Linked DNA regions of Zea mays: regions 1, 2 and 3 are each linked to region 4. The links are chromatin contacts, called in public Hi-C maps. All regions are on one chromosome and are shown on one strand. The core of a region is the stretch at or near the end of the contact, and the rest is flanking DNA. Distances in the headings are between cores, read along the strand shown.

Region 1 (3,403 bases), core at 71-2,570, 410 kb after region 4:
ATTTGCTTGCAGTACTAATTACTCTGCGCATTATTTTGATCACTACTGCTAGCAGTACAATTACAATAGTTTATTTCCACTGGAGATGGCTGCTGCACACTCGGATGGTTGGTTCATCAGGCAGAGGCAGGTTGCTCAGCTGGAACAGAGAGCACAGCATGTCGGTCGGGCAACCAACCCATCTACTCAGCCCCTATGTGTGCTGCTACCACAACTACCAAACTCTGCAGCTGCAATCATGGCAGCTGCCAACGCCCGCCGTCGCAGCTGAAACGCTGCACCTGGATCACTTTACAGCAGCAGCAACGTGTTCGCGATCAGGTCTGGTCATCTGGTTTCTTGTGTGGTGGCGGCCGGCATACCGGCATGGTGTGTGCTTCCAGACGGCGAAGAATGGCGCGCATGGTTCGGCGCCGTTCAGCTGCAAAGGCGGACGGTGCACGCCACCGCCTGCGCCCAGTACTTGAGCCGCGCCTTCACCTCGTCAGGGCTGTCACCTGCGCTATCCAAAAAGAAAGGACTGCATTCGTTAGAACATATGCCGATAAACAAAGAAGCGAACAGATCGTCGACAAGTGGTGTCCTTGGTTGGTTCCGTGACGGGAAAAGATTCCATCTTGATGTAGACAAGTTGGTTTTCTCCGCTCCGGTGACCAAGGAAGGAAGGAATCCCAAGTCAAGTCATGGAGGAAGACAGGCGGCGATCTGCTATGTGTTGCTTACCGGGGCTGGAGATCTTCCAGTTGGTGACAGGCGGCGACGGCGTGGCGGCATCTGGTGCGGCGGCCTCGTGCTGCTGCGGCTTCTCGTCGTCCAGCTGGAGGCGCTGGCTCATGGAGTAGCACAGCTCGAGCGCCGGCAGGGTGCTCCGGAGCTCGGGGATCTCGTCGTAGTTGAAGCCGAAGCCCAGGTCGGCGCATCCCTTGAGCTCCTCGAGGTCGTCGTCCGTGAGGCTCCTGGACCGCCCCACCGCGTCGTCTCCGCCCGCGAGCACGACGGGTTTCGAGTCCCGCCGCGCCGGCCACGCCGCCTCCCACTGCGCCCCACGCCACACGTCCTCCGCCTCGGGGTCGGCGACGCCGTCGACGGCGCTGGCACTGCCCTGTTTCCGGCTGCTGCGGCGTCGGCGGCGGTTGCGTTGGCGGAGAAGGCGTGCTGGTGGCGGGCTCGGCGGCGGGGAGGCAGAGGCGGATGGGGAGGAAGATGAGGGCTCCACAAAGGCGGAATCTGAGATCCACATCTCGGCGGCGTGGTGTCGTCGCTTGGACACTGAGAGGGGACAGCGAGGTAGTCACGGGGAGGCAAGAGGGTGTGAAATGGTGCTGAGTGGGTGGCGGGTGGGGGCTATTTGTACCGCCGGACCGGATAGAGGCTGGGGAGTGTGCGGTGCGGAGGCTCGCTGATGGTGGTGGTGGTGGGATGTGGGACCCGCCTTGGTGCATGGATGGACGGAATGGACATAACATGTGCCATGCATGGAGGAGCAGGTGGGGAATCATGTCATACGTACCAGTAGTAGTATGCATCAAGGCGTCAAGCATCATGCATGGATGATGGATGTTTCTAGCGATCGACAAAGGGATGCCTCTTCATTCTTCTTTTCTTATTAATGGTCGCGCTCGTGCTCCTCGAGTACTCAACAAAACCTTGTGATTTTGTGTGCCTCAATATATAGTAGGCTTGTTTGGCGAGTTGTTGATTGCGCTATTACTCGATTCATTTAGACGACCTAGCGTTAGCTTGAGTGCTAAACATTGCGTGGTGCATACTGTTACGATAATCATTTTTGGTAGTGTAAAACCAGTCCAAAATATAGTTCCTTTTTACCAACTTTTTTTGTGTGTCCACATTTGAATGAATAATAATAAACATGGACATACATACAAACTACATTCATAAGTTATCGATTGAACGTGTGTTTAGTTTAAAACAAATTATAATTTGGGACTGAGTAAGTATTTTATATTGTAGATAGCAATACTTGCAATATGAAGTTTAAATTAACAGGTGACATAGAGAAAGTGATAGAGCTGCTCGATATAGCTTTAAAACGTGTTCAACAGTTCACCCATATGGTTATTAAAAATATTGTTTTGTATTATGGACTATACTGTTCATAGACTGTACTGTTCATAAAGTGGAGTTTAAATATGGGAATAAGGATGAGTAAGTTGTTGGAGATAGCCTTGCGAGAGCTAAACTATATATCTATCACAACTAGAAATAACTATGGGGTTCCCGCGAGAATTTCCCTATTAAAGGACGGAGATGCTAGTAATTTAGTCTTCACGTAGATCAAAATAGAGAAATTAGTCCCCGCCAAATTTGCGGAACAGGATAAGAAACCATTCTCCATTCCCGTCTCGGCGTACCTACCCTTACAAACTAAATTATATTAAAACCTCAATATATAGTCTATTGTAAAATAACAAATTAAACTCAAAAATAGATGTCTCTTATAATTTAAATATTGTTTGTTTAATTTATATTATTATGATATAATCAATTTGAATTTTCCTCTAAATATTGAATTTCCTGAGACTGATTCCCTAATTAAGATCTTGTTTGATTGTATGAGTGTTGAGCACTAAATTGAGCGGCGAATGGTCCACACCTGTGGGCCGGACGGTCCGCGCGTGCGCATAGCAGATTATGGTTCCGAGTTTTGTGCTACGGTTGTTAGCTAGATTCGCCGAATTAGCTCGGAAATTAGTTTGTAAAGGGTCCAGCCCCCTCCTCTATAAATAGAGAGGTATACGACCGATTTGTAATGATGAATCGAATCAATAATACTTCTATCTCGCATTTATTTCCTGTACAATTAGGAGTAGTTCTAGTCTAGTTCTAGTTTAGCCTCTCAATCCCCAAATTCTCCGCTTCTCTTCGACTCTACGAAGATTAGAGGAGTCTAGGTCGGCCTGCCCGAGCCTATACAACTCATAGGATCTCTCCTCCCCGACGGGGTCCCTCTCGGGAGCGAGATCCAGGCGCCGCCGGCGACCTTCCGCCGCCCCTGCGCACGTGCGGACCGTCCGGCCGTCAGGCAGGAAACCCTAGCCTCGCGCCAGACCGCGGACCGTCCGGCCACTGGCCGCGGACCATCCACCCCTGCGCAGAGAGCACCACCGCTGGTTCGTGTTGAGTGATTGGCGCCCCAAAAGGGTGTCAACATACTTTTTGGCGACTCCGCTGGGACAACACGTCTAGACCCATCAAATCGACCCTCAATGGCCGGTTCAAGGGATAGTTCTGAAGTCTCCCTCAGCAACATTATAGAGCCGACTTGGGAATCCTTGCCGGCTGACGAACAGCTCCAGTTCGAGGAGCATAAGGAGCAGCTGATTCAAGAGACGAGAGCGAAGTTCCTAGCCAACTTCAAGGTGGACAGGAACAATAAAGTCGT
Region 2 (3,285 bases), core at 42-2,541, 410 kb before region 4:
TTTTCTCAGCTTCGTCATTCTGCCCTGTGCTACTATCCCGAAGCTTGTACCTTCGTTTATGGTAGTTTCATCCGAAGGTGCTTTTGGTATGAGTACTTGAAACACTTTAGAAGCAAGCAAGGAAACAACTATTATCTTGGTGTTTTGAGGACCTTCGAAAGAAGAAGACCCCCCAACATATATATATTCTTTTTAAAACATATATTGACACATCTCTTTTATCGAGTTGGAACCTGTATGATAATCATAAAGTGCTTTTCATACCTCATATGCTGACTTGAGATGAACCAACCGATCAATGTCACTCCTCCCTAGACCTTGGATGATCAAGTTTGTTGCCTTGCTATTGTTATTCGCATTCGTCTGGTTAGCTTCATTAACTTGATTAGGCACATGAAAATGATTAGTAACTTTTCCTAATACACCTAACCTTGTGTATTTGGACCATAGCTATTTAATCTAATCAACGATTAAGATTAATTATATAATAAACACGACTTCGATACCACTTGTGGGATCGTATGATGCTAGAATAGGCATTCGAAGGAGGGTGAATGATTGTAGAAGCTTAAAAATAAATATCTCACACCTCCTCTTAAACACAAGACTAATTTAATGTACTTATATAAATCTAAACATATTTTGTATGCTAGTAAAAACGTTACTAAACAAAATCTATAATCCGATCGATCTGAAAATTTAACTGATTAAACTCGATAAAATTATGAAACATACCTAACTAAATCACATCAATCGGAAAGTTATTAATAAAACAAGATTGTTATTCCAAAGAGTAACAAAAATTAATCTAGATATACTTTCATAATTAAGAAATAAAAATATTAATGTCCAAAACTTTGTAGATAATAAATAGATGACTTAACAATGATTTAGATAAATCAAAATACCAGTAGCAATTAAAAACAAATGTTCAATTTATAGTCAAAACTAGATAAGCAAATAATCAATAAAGAAAGAAGAATAATGTTAATGTACTAATCTTGCAAAATCAACTCTTTCATTATTAAGATTTGCGTACAAAATTGCTACTCAAAAGCACCATAAAAGTCTTTCTTCAAAACTCTAAAACCCTAGACTAATGTTAATAGATCTAATACAATGGCTACCTCAACTCTAATTTCTGTCCGAGAAAACGAAATCCATTATCTATTTATATAGACCATCAGTCCTAATCCAACCCCAAGTACTACTACTCTTAGACCACTCCTGCTACTCTCCGCATGGGCCGGCACGTCGACCAGGCCTCCTCCACACTATGGCCTTGGGCCGCGTCCTGTAACAAGGGCCACTGGCTGGGCCTCGCCCATCTCCACTGGCAGGCCGGCGTGCACAGCATTCTAGGCAGCTGCCGAGCCCACTAGTCCACGCCGAAGCCGAACGCCTGGAGAAGCATGTGTCTGGTGGTGCTCCAACGGTCCAACGACGACTCCAACCCGGCCGCTTGCGGCTTGCCTCACAGCCTGAGCACGTATTTCAACGTGAAACCTAGAGCTTTTGGGTGGTGTTTGGTTAAATAGATGTAACGCAAATGGTAACGGTAATGGTTTACGCTTGATTACTGGCGGTAACAAATTTGAATAGACTGGTATCAATTTTTAGTGTGGTATCTGATTACGGTTGGATTAAAACAAACATGATTTAATGTTATCAGTTACCCATTACGTTACAAATATACGAACCAAACGGCACCCAAGTTCGTGCTGATTGCTTGCATGGCTTGCTTCGCCTTTATTTGCATGTCTATGCCAAAATCAAATTTCATTTGCACCTGCTAATTTAATTTGCTAGATACCCTCCCATACATATGCATATGCACACGAGCTAGCCAAGGGTGACACCTTTATGCTAGAGTCGCTCACGTTTCTCGACACCCTATGTCTACATAACAATTAACTCACGTTGCATTCACAACATCCATTTTCATTTGCACCCTTCTTAAGCTCGGATGTACTGCGTGATATATTGACCAATAATACTCTAGTTTCTCTCTGAACTTAGGTGGTGTTTAATTCTGCTTTTTTGCAATAACATCTGGCCGATAGAAGCTGCTGCGGACTGTCAAACGTCTAGTTTTTCAGCTTGTTTTTTAGTGATAGTTCTGGTAAAAATCGTTCAAAATCAATATGAACACAGAATCGATTTTACTATTTTTTAGATTAAATTGTAGTAACATAATTGACCAAAATAGATAATAGTATCACAATATGCTTTAAATACAAACATAGTGTCACCACCGGTTTATGTTACAAACAACTGATATCCTTTTTTATTGCAAACTTAGGGCCAGTTTGGAACTCTATTTTTCCAAAAAAAAATCATTTTTAGAAAAATATAGTTTATTTTCTCTTGAGAAAATAGAAATCCTGAAAAAAATGGAGTTCTAAAACTAGCGAATAAATTTACTGTCGGTTTTGAGAGAATCAACAGTGCGCGTACGTGACATTGGTGGCCACGCAGTGTGATAGTGTGTATAGGATAAGATCTAGAAAGTACCTTCTTCTCTGTGGATCGTCAAGCCCAAGGTGTGCGAGCGTAGACACTTGGCAGGATATACTAATCAATATATTAGCCTGAATCACATTCATTAGTTTATCATAATTATATTTGCCTTGTTTTACCAAGTCTTCATAGGTATCCTAAGTGGCACAGCACGAGTCTAAATTAAGGTGCACTAGTTGTACCGTTGCTCTTGAGGTTTATTACCAGCTAACATGGTCATGTTATTGCTAGCACCCAGATATTAGGGCATGTATAACCCCATTTAATAGGGGTATCTTGAGGGGTCTATAGAAGGTTAACTGAAAAAATAAGAGGCGGGCTCTTCGCAAAGAGCTCATCTCTACACGATTCAACATGCGCATTGTCTCTTAACTGTATTTATTATTCAGAGGCTCAGAGTTGTACCATATAGTTTCTTTGATATCTCTTGTACTTAGAAAACCATTGTGCAGTCTAAGGGTTGTACATGCCCTTAGGTGTGTAGAAACCCATGAATTGAGGAGTCTTTAGGGGATTAAATGAAAAAAAAATCAAGAGACAACATCTTTGCGAAGAGTCTGTCATTCACGATTTTCTATGCATATTGTCTATTAATGCATTAAATATTAAGAATATAGGTTTATATCATATAGTCTCTTAGAACAAGGGCAATGGTACTGCTCGCTATCGGCGAAAAAACTCTAGCGTGAAGAGAAGTTAATGCAGTAGTACAGAAATAACATCACACATAGACTACGGACAACATACATGGTAGCAGACTAGGGA
Region 3 (3,366 bases), core at 273-2,772, 270 kb before region 4:
GTACATATGATATCATGACACGTGGACAAGTTTCATGATTTTCTGACTTTGTTTGTATTTTATATAATTTTTAAACATGTAGATGGCAAGTTCACGGCCATGTTTAGTGAGCATGTTGCTCGAAGTTTCTGGTCCGCTCCTGAAATCGGTCGTAACTTATGCTAAGTAACATGAATATCATTTTTGCATGAACGGTTTTTCAAGTTTCGAGTGACCTGCAGTTCAAATCTGGATTTTCCGGAGAAATTCAAATAAACGAATTAAATCTACTAACGATTGAAAACTCTGTTATAATTGTCCACAAATGATACATGTAGGTTTACATAGTGCAGGAATATACCACAAAAAGTTTGGGAGACAAAATCTAAAAAATAAAAATATGCTTTGCCGAGTGTCCAAGGAAGACACTCGGCAAAGAGTTCTTTGCCGAGTGCCAACCATCGGCCCTCGGCAAAGGCTGACGACCGTTAGCTTTAGGACGGCCGCTGACGATCCTTTGTCGAGCGCCACCGTTGTCGAGTGTTTGACACTCGGCAAAGAGATCTTTGCCGAGAGTTCTCCTGTGCCGAGTGTCCTGCACTCGGTAAACCAGCTCGTTACCGAGAGCAGGAGTTTACCGAGTGGCTCTCGGCAAAGTCGCCTTTGCCGAGTGCCCGACAAAAGGCACTCGGCAAAGCTGCCGGCATTCGGCAAAGCCTGCAATTCCGGTAGTGTTTTACCACGTTGACAAAAAAAATGAAGAAATCCGATATTTTAGTCATTATGGATATGGCGCGGTGTCAAATCGGTATAGTCATAATCCTTTCCATAGGATTGTCCCATGCTCGACACATTAACACTAAGTTTATCCCTGAATAACACGGCTACCTCCATCCTAATCTTTTCTATTGATCAATTGCCTATTTTTAAGGCGCAGTTGTTCTTGGCCGTATCTGTGGAGATGATTTTTTTAAAGACGTCCAACTCTAGCTAGCTAGTCCGTGTATGTGAACGGTGTTAGGTAGTCATTGGATCCGTTGACTATATTTGTAAAGGTGGTAGCCGTTCTTTTTAATTTTAACGCCGCTGGGAAGAAATTAAACGTGGTACATCTATGTATCGTTTTCTTAACAGTGATATAATAATATACTATCATTGCATGCGTCCGCAATTGCTCTCTCGCGGCTCGTTCTACCGTGGGAAGAAGAGCTGACCCGTCGCCGCCCCACATGCATACGATGCGTCCTTATCTGTCGCGGCTCGTGCAAACGCGGGGCGGGCTGAGCGCCCCAGCCCACCACTTGCACCACTTGCATTTACTTAATTAGTTCATAACACATCACATCTGTATCTTACATTATCTTTAAAAAAATGATTCACACATTATTTATATATGAGATATAATAAGTTTCCAGGAAGCATCTTTGGCGACTTACGTACGTGTATCAGAGACATGGAGTGATAAACTATTGGGCAACCATTTAGCAATCCTAGCTAGCCAGCTCGTCTATAAATAGATGCATCAGCTCCACTTGGTCTACACACTTCACAAGCAGCTCAAAGCTCTAGTTCTAGCTAGCTAGCAAAGGGGGGGAAAATGGCTCCGCTTCTCGCTGCTGCCATGAACCACGCTGCAGCCCATCCTGGCCTTAGGAGCCACCTAGTAGGACCCAACAATGAGAGTTTCTCACGGCACCACCTGCCGTCTTCTTCTCCACAGAGCAGCAAGCGAAGGTGTAACCTTAGCTTTACTACACGATCTGCAAGAGTAGGCAGCCAAAATGGAGTCCAAATGTTGAGCCCCTCGGAAATCCCACAAAGGGACTGGTTCCCCTCTGACTTCACCTTCGGTGCCGCCACTTCAGCGTACCAAGTATAATTTTCTAGCGCGAATGTTGTTTATTACGTCTCTGTTAGATATATACATATATGAAAAGAAACTACTGTAGTTCACTGTTACATAATGGCAGCTGATTTATATATATACCTAAACCAAAAAGGAGTTGATATATGTGTGTGTGCGCACGCGCGCGAAACGTATTGTATTCTAGCTAATTAATTAATTGTTTGATACATGCTAAAGTGAAATGATATATCTTGGTAGATTGAAGGTGCTTGGAATGAAGATGGAAAGGGGGAAAGCAACTGGGATCACTTCTGCCACAATCATCCGGGTAAGGTTCATATATATACCCCAGCTTTGATTAATTAGCTTGTTTTTGTTTGTTCATAATTAATAACATCATACGTTATATCCTTGTTTATTTCCTTATTTTTTTATGCCTCTTTCATGTGCATATCAATAGAAAGGATACTGGACGGGAGCAATTCAGACATTGGAGCGAATTCGTACCATATGTACAAAGTAAGTCCACTCCCGGCCCGTAGGAATTCGGAGCGGAGACACCTTTAATTTTGCAATATGAGTTTCGGGCAGTTTCAGATCCCATTTTTCTTTTACCCAAATATTCGGCCGCCTGGATCCGAAACAGGCAGCAGCCCCGCCGCGGGAAAAATTTCTTTGCCCATGGAGCTCATGATCTGTAATTTGGCCTGTTGTTGGACCGCCATGGAGCTCTCCAACATGAAGCTAATCATCATTGACAACATCCAAGATGTAAAAATGATTATAGAACAATATAACATATAATATTTCTTATGGAAGTTTTAAATATTATGTTATTAGTCTATTACAAACCTGAAAAAAAAACAAAGGAGTCCACAGTTTTCAAATTAATATTAGGTCGGACATGAACTATTTCCTTGCGCAGGAAATATTTTCTGCTTATTATTCTAAGCTAAAATTTTGGATCTCGGTTGGAAAGGTTGTCCTTTTCTTGTGTGAAATAGGATGAAATTTTGGGTAACCAGCTGACATAATGTTTGTTTGCAGTTAACTCTCTTAAACATGTAAAAATGGTTATAGAAGAATATATTTCGTATCGTGGAGATCCTTTTCGAGCAAAATAACTGTTGATGTATACGCACTTCTAACTAAAAATGTCTGCGAATATATATTATTGCTACCATTTTTGATATCAGCATTTTTAAATGTGCAGACGGACGTCAGATTGCTCAAGGAAATGGGCATGGACGCATATAGGTTCTCTATCTCTTGGCCCAGAATACTGCCGAGTAAGTATATATATAGTAAAATAATCAAATATGTCTCATATGGTAAAAAAGTTAGAAACGGACGAACAGTAAAAATGATCTGTACAACTAAAATGCATTCAGAGTTTTCGGATCGCGTTACAATGCTAATTTCAACATAACGACTTTCAGAGGGAACCAAAGAAGGAGGTATTAACCCGGATGGCATCAAGTACTACAGAAACCTCATCAACTTGTTGCTGGAAAACGGTAAAACCCCATTTCTCTATCAGG
Region 4 (3,599 bases), core at 171-2,670:
TTTCCCTATGTTGTTTAAAACTACGTTTAAACTTTGTTTAAACCATTTAAAAGTTAAAACTCACCCATGAGCGTTTCAACGTTTCGTCGTTTTAATAACCTTGTTAATATGTCATTTTTGATACAACATAACTTAATTCTAAAGGTTAGTTATTAGACTGTGATAAAACTCAGACATTAGTCCTGCGGCTATAATTTGGTTCATGATTCAGAAAATATCTGTGGGACAATATCATAGCTTGTTACAGTGGTCAGACCCCAAAAAGAACACTGCAGGTCACAAACAGCACAATTGTCGCATTGATGGTAAGCAGCACAAGCAAATCCACAGCCACCTAATTCAAATTTGCTTGTTGTGGCGGAGCATTGCTAATTTGATGCATAAGAACGGGGATAGGCTTCGATATTTTCAGATAAAGACATCTTTATCTCCCAAGTGCATCAGTATCACCAGAAAAACAAAATATCCCAATCCCACATACCATCGAAACAAATCAATAAATCCTCTTCATTCTCCCCAACCATTTGAATTCATATCTAGGTTAATGAGCTGAGAATGATGGCAAGGACATGCTCAAGAACTCCAACCTGACAACTCCTCCCTCAAGCAAAACGCTCTACTGAATGGATGGTTGGCTAGGAAACCAAGCATTATGAGTAATAGTCAATATAGTCTGGTAGATCTTCAGATGGTACACAGTTTGTGATCCAGGACAATTTGACCAATCTAACAACCATGCTGGAAGAAATTAAGCTGATGCCAAGTTGACAACACTAAGTCCATGAAGCACTGGATAGGGGTATGATGGCAGTGGCGGATCCAGGATTTCAATGTTGGGTATTTACAATGCAAAGAAAATACTTCGGTTGAAAGATACGAAGAGTTACAGTAGCACAAATAAAAGGTATATATAGTTCAAACTAGAGATGTTTAGTAAAAAGGGGAAATTACAAAGCGGAAATGGGAAATTTGATATCGTTACCTCCCTCGGCGCCGGCTGTAGATCCGCCGCCCCTGGGGCTTGAGCAGCAGGCCAGCGGCGGGCTCCTGTGCTCCGCCCCGGCCTCGCTGGTGCTGGCGCTTGGGCTGGCGCGGGGGGCGCCCTTGTCGAAAGGCGAGCACCCGTTGCGCCTGCGCGGCTGCGCCGTTCCCGCTGGACGGCCAAGCACCGAGGGGAGATGGCGACGATCGACCGCTAAGACAGCACGAAGCACGAGCAAGACCGGATCGAAGTGCAGCCGTGCTGGGGTAGGCGGCAACCGTCGGTGCCTCGGCAGGACGGCGGGCTGCGGCGCATCGTCCGTGACTCTGCGACGGGCGGACGGGAGACGGTAGAAGTCAGGGTGATCGTGATCTAGCGTAGTGAGAGGAGAATAGGGTCAATGCTCAACGCATGGTAAATGGGCCCATTGGGCCAGCCATCTCTACTCTACTATTTTCTATCTTTATCTCTATACTCTACTGGTTAGTTTTCCGTGCATTGTAACGGCTCACAACAATATCCATATAAACTATCTAATAAAAAGATCTAAAAAATTTTTATTAATTATCTCAACTCTCCATATAATGTTTTTTATTTTACTAAATGATATTGTTATTTACTCCATCCAATATGGCTTGGTATAATACAGCCAATGAAGGGAGCGATTAGAAGATAGTTCACAATGATCGACTAAACGAACAGAGATTATAGAATGACATAATTCCACCAAACAGAGACCAAATAAGAGGAAGTTTGTGAGCTCAAGTTTTTAAAATAAGTCCCATGAACTCAAACTTATTAAAAAAGATAGATCAAAATATGGAGTGGTTGCTAAAGTCAGGCATTAATAAAAACTGGATGCGCTCTATACAAATTATGGTACTTTGTAGCAATTACTAACATTTAAAACTAATAAATAACTTTTCCTTTTATTGTTAGCGTGACAAATCATTGCTGCTCCATCCAATTTAGCAAACTCAAACACCCTGGAGTTCATTGCGCCAATGTGGTATCAGAAACGACCTAATGTATGTAAGAGCCAAGAACATAAGGGACGAGCACCCTGTGGTAGTGCCCACATGGATCTCTGAAAGTCGCCTAGAGGGGGGTGAATAGGGTGAATCTGAAATTTATAAACTTAAGCACAACTACAAGCCGGGTCAGCGTTAGAAATATGAACGAGTCCGAGAGAGAGGGTGAAAACAAATCGCAAGCAAACAAAGAGTGAGACACAAGGATTTGTTTTACCGAGGTCCGATTCTTGCAAACCTACTCCCCGTTGAGGTGGTCACAAAGACCGGGTCTCTTTCAACCCTTTCCCTCTCTCAAACGGTCACTTAGACCGAGTGAGCTTCTCTTCTCAATCAAACGGGACACAAAGTCCCCGCAAGGACCACCACACAATTGGTGTCTCTTGCCTTGGTTACAATTGAGTTGATCACAAGAAAGAATGAGAGAAAGAAGTAATCCAAGCGCAAGAGCTCAAATGAACACAAGTCACTCTCTCACAAGTCACTATTTGATTTGGAATGAACTAAGAACTTGGGAGAGACTTTGATCTCTTTGGTGTGTCTTGTATTGAATGCTATAGCTCTTGTAAGGTGTGGGAAGTTGGAAAACTTGGATGCAATGAATGGTGGGTGGTTGGGTATTTATAGCCCCAACCACCAAACTAGTCGTTTGGTGAAGGTTGCTGTCGCATGGCGCACCGGACAGTCCGGTGCGCCTGCCACGTCACCAAACCGTTGGATTCCGACCGTTGGAGCTTATGTCTTCTGGGCCACCGGACAGTCCGGTGGTGCACCGGACAGGCACTGTTCACTGTCCGGTGCGCCATCTGGCTCTGCTCTGACTCTGGCGCGCACTGTAGCGCATTTAATGCCTTCTGCAAACGACCGTTGGCGTGAAGTAGCCGTTGCTCCGCTAGCACACCGGACAGTCCGGTGCTCCACCGGACAGTCCGGTGAATTATAGCGGAGCGGCCTCCAGAATTCCCGAAGATGAGCAGTTCGGAGTTGGAGTCCCTGGTGCACCGGACAGTCAGGTGCGCCAAACCAGGGCACACTTCGGTTGACTTTGCTCTCTTGTATTTGAATCCTTTTTGGTCTTTTTATTGGTTTGTTGTGAACCTTTGGCACCTGTAGAACTTATAATCTAGAGCAAACTAGTTAGTCCAATTATTTGTGTCGGGCAATTCAACCACCAAAATCAATTAGGAAAAAGGTGTAAGCCTAATTCCCTTTCAATCTCCCCCTTTTTGGTGATTGATGCCAACACAAACCAAAGCAAATATAGGAGTGCATAATTGAACTAGTTTGCATAATGTAAGTGCAAAGGTTACTAAGAATTGAACCAATATAAATTCTCATAAAATATGCATGGATTGTTTGTTTATTTTTAACATTTTGGACCATGCTTGCACCACATGTTTTGTTTTTGCAATTCTTTTGTAAATTCTTTTCAAAGTCCTTTTGCAAATAGTCAAAGGTAAATGAATAAGATTTTGAGAAGCATTTTCAAGATCTGAAATTTTCTCCCCCTGTTTCAAATGCTTTTTCCTTTGACTAAACAAAACTCCCCCTTAACCTCTTAGTGTTCAAGAGGGTTTTAGATATTA

Evidence for each region. Hi-C and Micro-C count contacts between places; a contact is called where the count stands out from the background.
Region 1: a contact with region 4 is called in a Hi-C map of ear, with 3 times the contacts expected there. The contact joins the promoter of LOC100277623 here to the promoter of LOC103641007 in region 4. A contact is called at or near these places in 2 of 25 Hi-C or Micro-C datasets (ear and tassel).
Region 2: a Hi-C map of leaf shows a contact between it and region 4, with 4 times the contacts expected there. The contact joins the enhancer-like site here to the promoter of LOC103641007 in region 4. A contact is called at or near these places in 2 of 25 Hi-C or Micro-C datasets (leaf and tassel).
Region 3: a Hi-C map of leaf shows a contact between it and region 4, with 6 times the contacts expected there. The contact joins the promoter of LOC542414 here to the promoter of LOC103641007 in region 4. A contact is called at or near these places in 9 of 25 Hi-C or Micro-C datasets (ear, leaf, leaf mesophyll and 2 more).

Annotation. Positions count from the first base shown.
Region 1 is chr10:35,495,130-35,498,532 of Zm-B73-REFERENCE-NAM-5.0, forward strand. It overlaps LOC100277623, which reads right to left and starts at 1,321. Exons shown (of 2, transcript NM_001398266.1): 1 at 724-1,321; 2 at 1-497. The coding sequence starts at 1,240. The coding sequence ends at 418.
Region 2 is chr10:34,669,895-34,673,179 of Zm-B73-REFERENCE-NAM-5.0, forward strand. No RefSeq gene overlaps it. Among protein-coding and RNA genes, the nearest start is that of LOC100285448, 63 kb to the left of the region's middle. Within about 2 kb of position 1,292, at least 16 of the 20 cell types and tissues checked have an H3K27ac peak or open chromatin away from gene starts, as enhancers often do. A contact at or near this core is called in leaf and tassel, where this site is marked.
Region 3 is chr10:34,809,868-34,813,233 of Zm-B73-REFERENCE-NAM-5.0, forward strand. It overlaps LOC542414 (beta glucosidase 1), which reads left to right and starts at 1,523. Exons shown (of 12, transcript NM_001371627.1): 1 at 1,523-1,852; 2 at 2,084-2,153; 3 at 2,286-2,344; 4 at 3,039-3,114; 5 at 3,265-3,342. The coding sequence starts at 1,577.
Region 4 is chr10:35,083,863-35,087,461 of Zm-B73-REFERENCE-NAM-5.0, forward strand. LOC103641007 (Phosphatidylinositol N-acetyglucosaminlytransferase subunit P-related) reads right to left here and starts at 1,421. Exons shown (of 5, transcript XM_008664423.3): 1 at 983-1,421.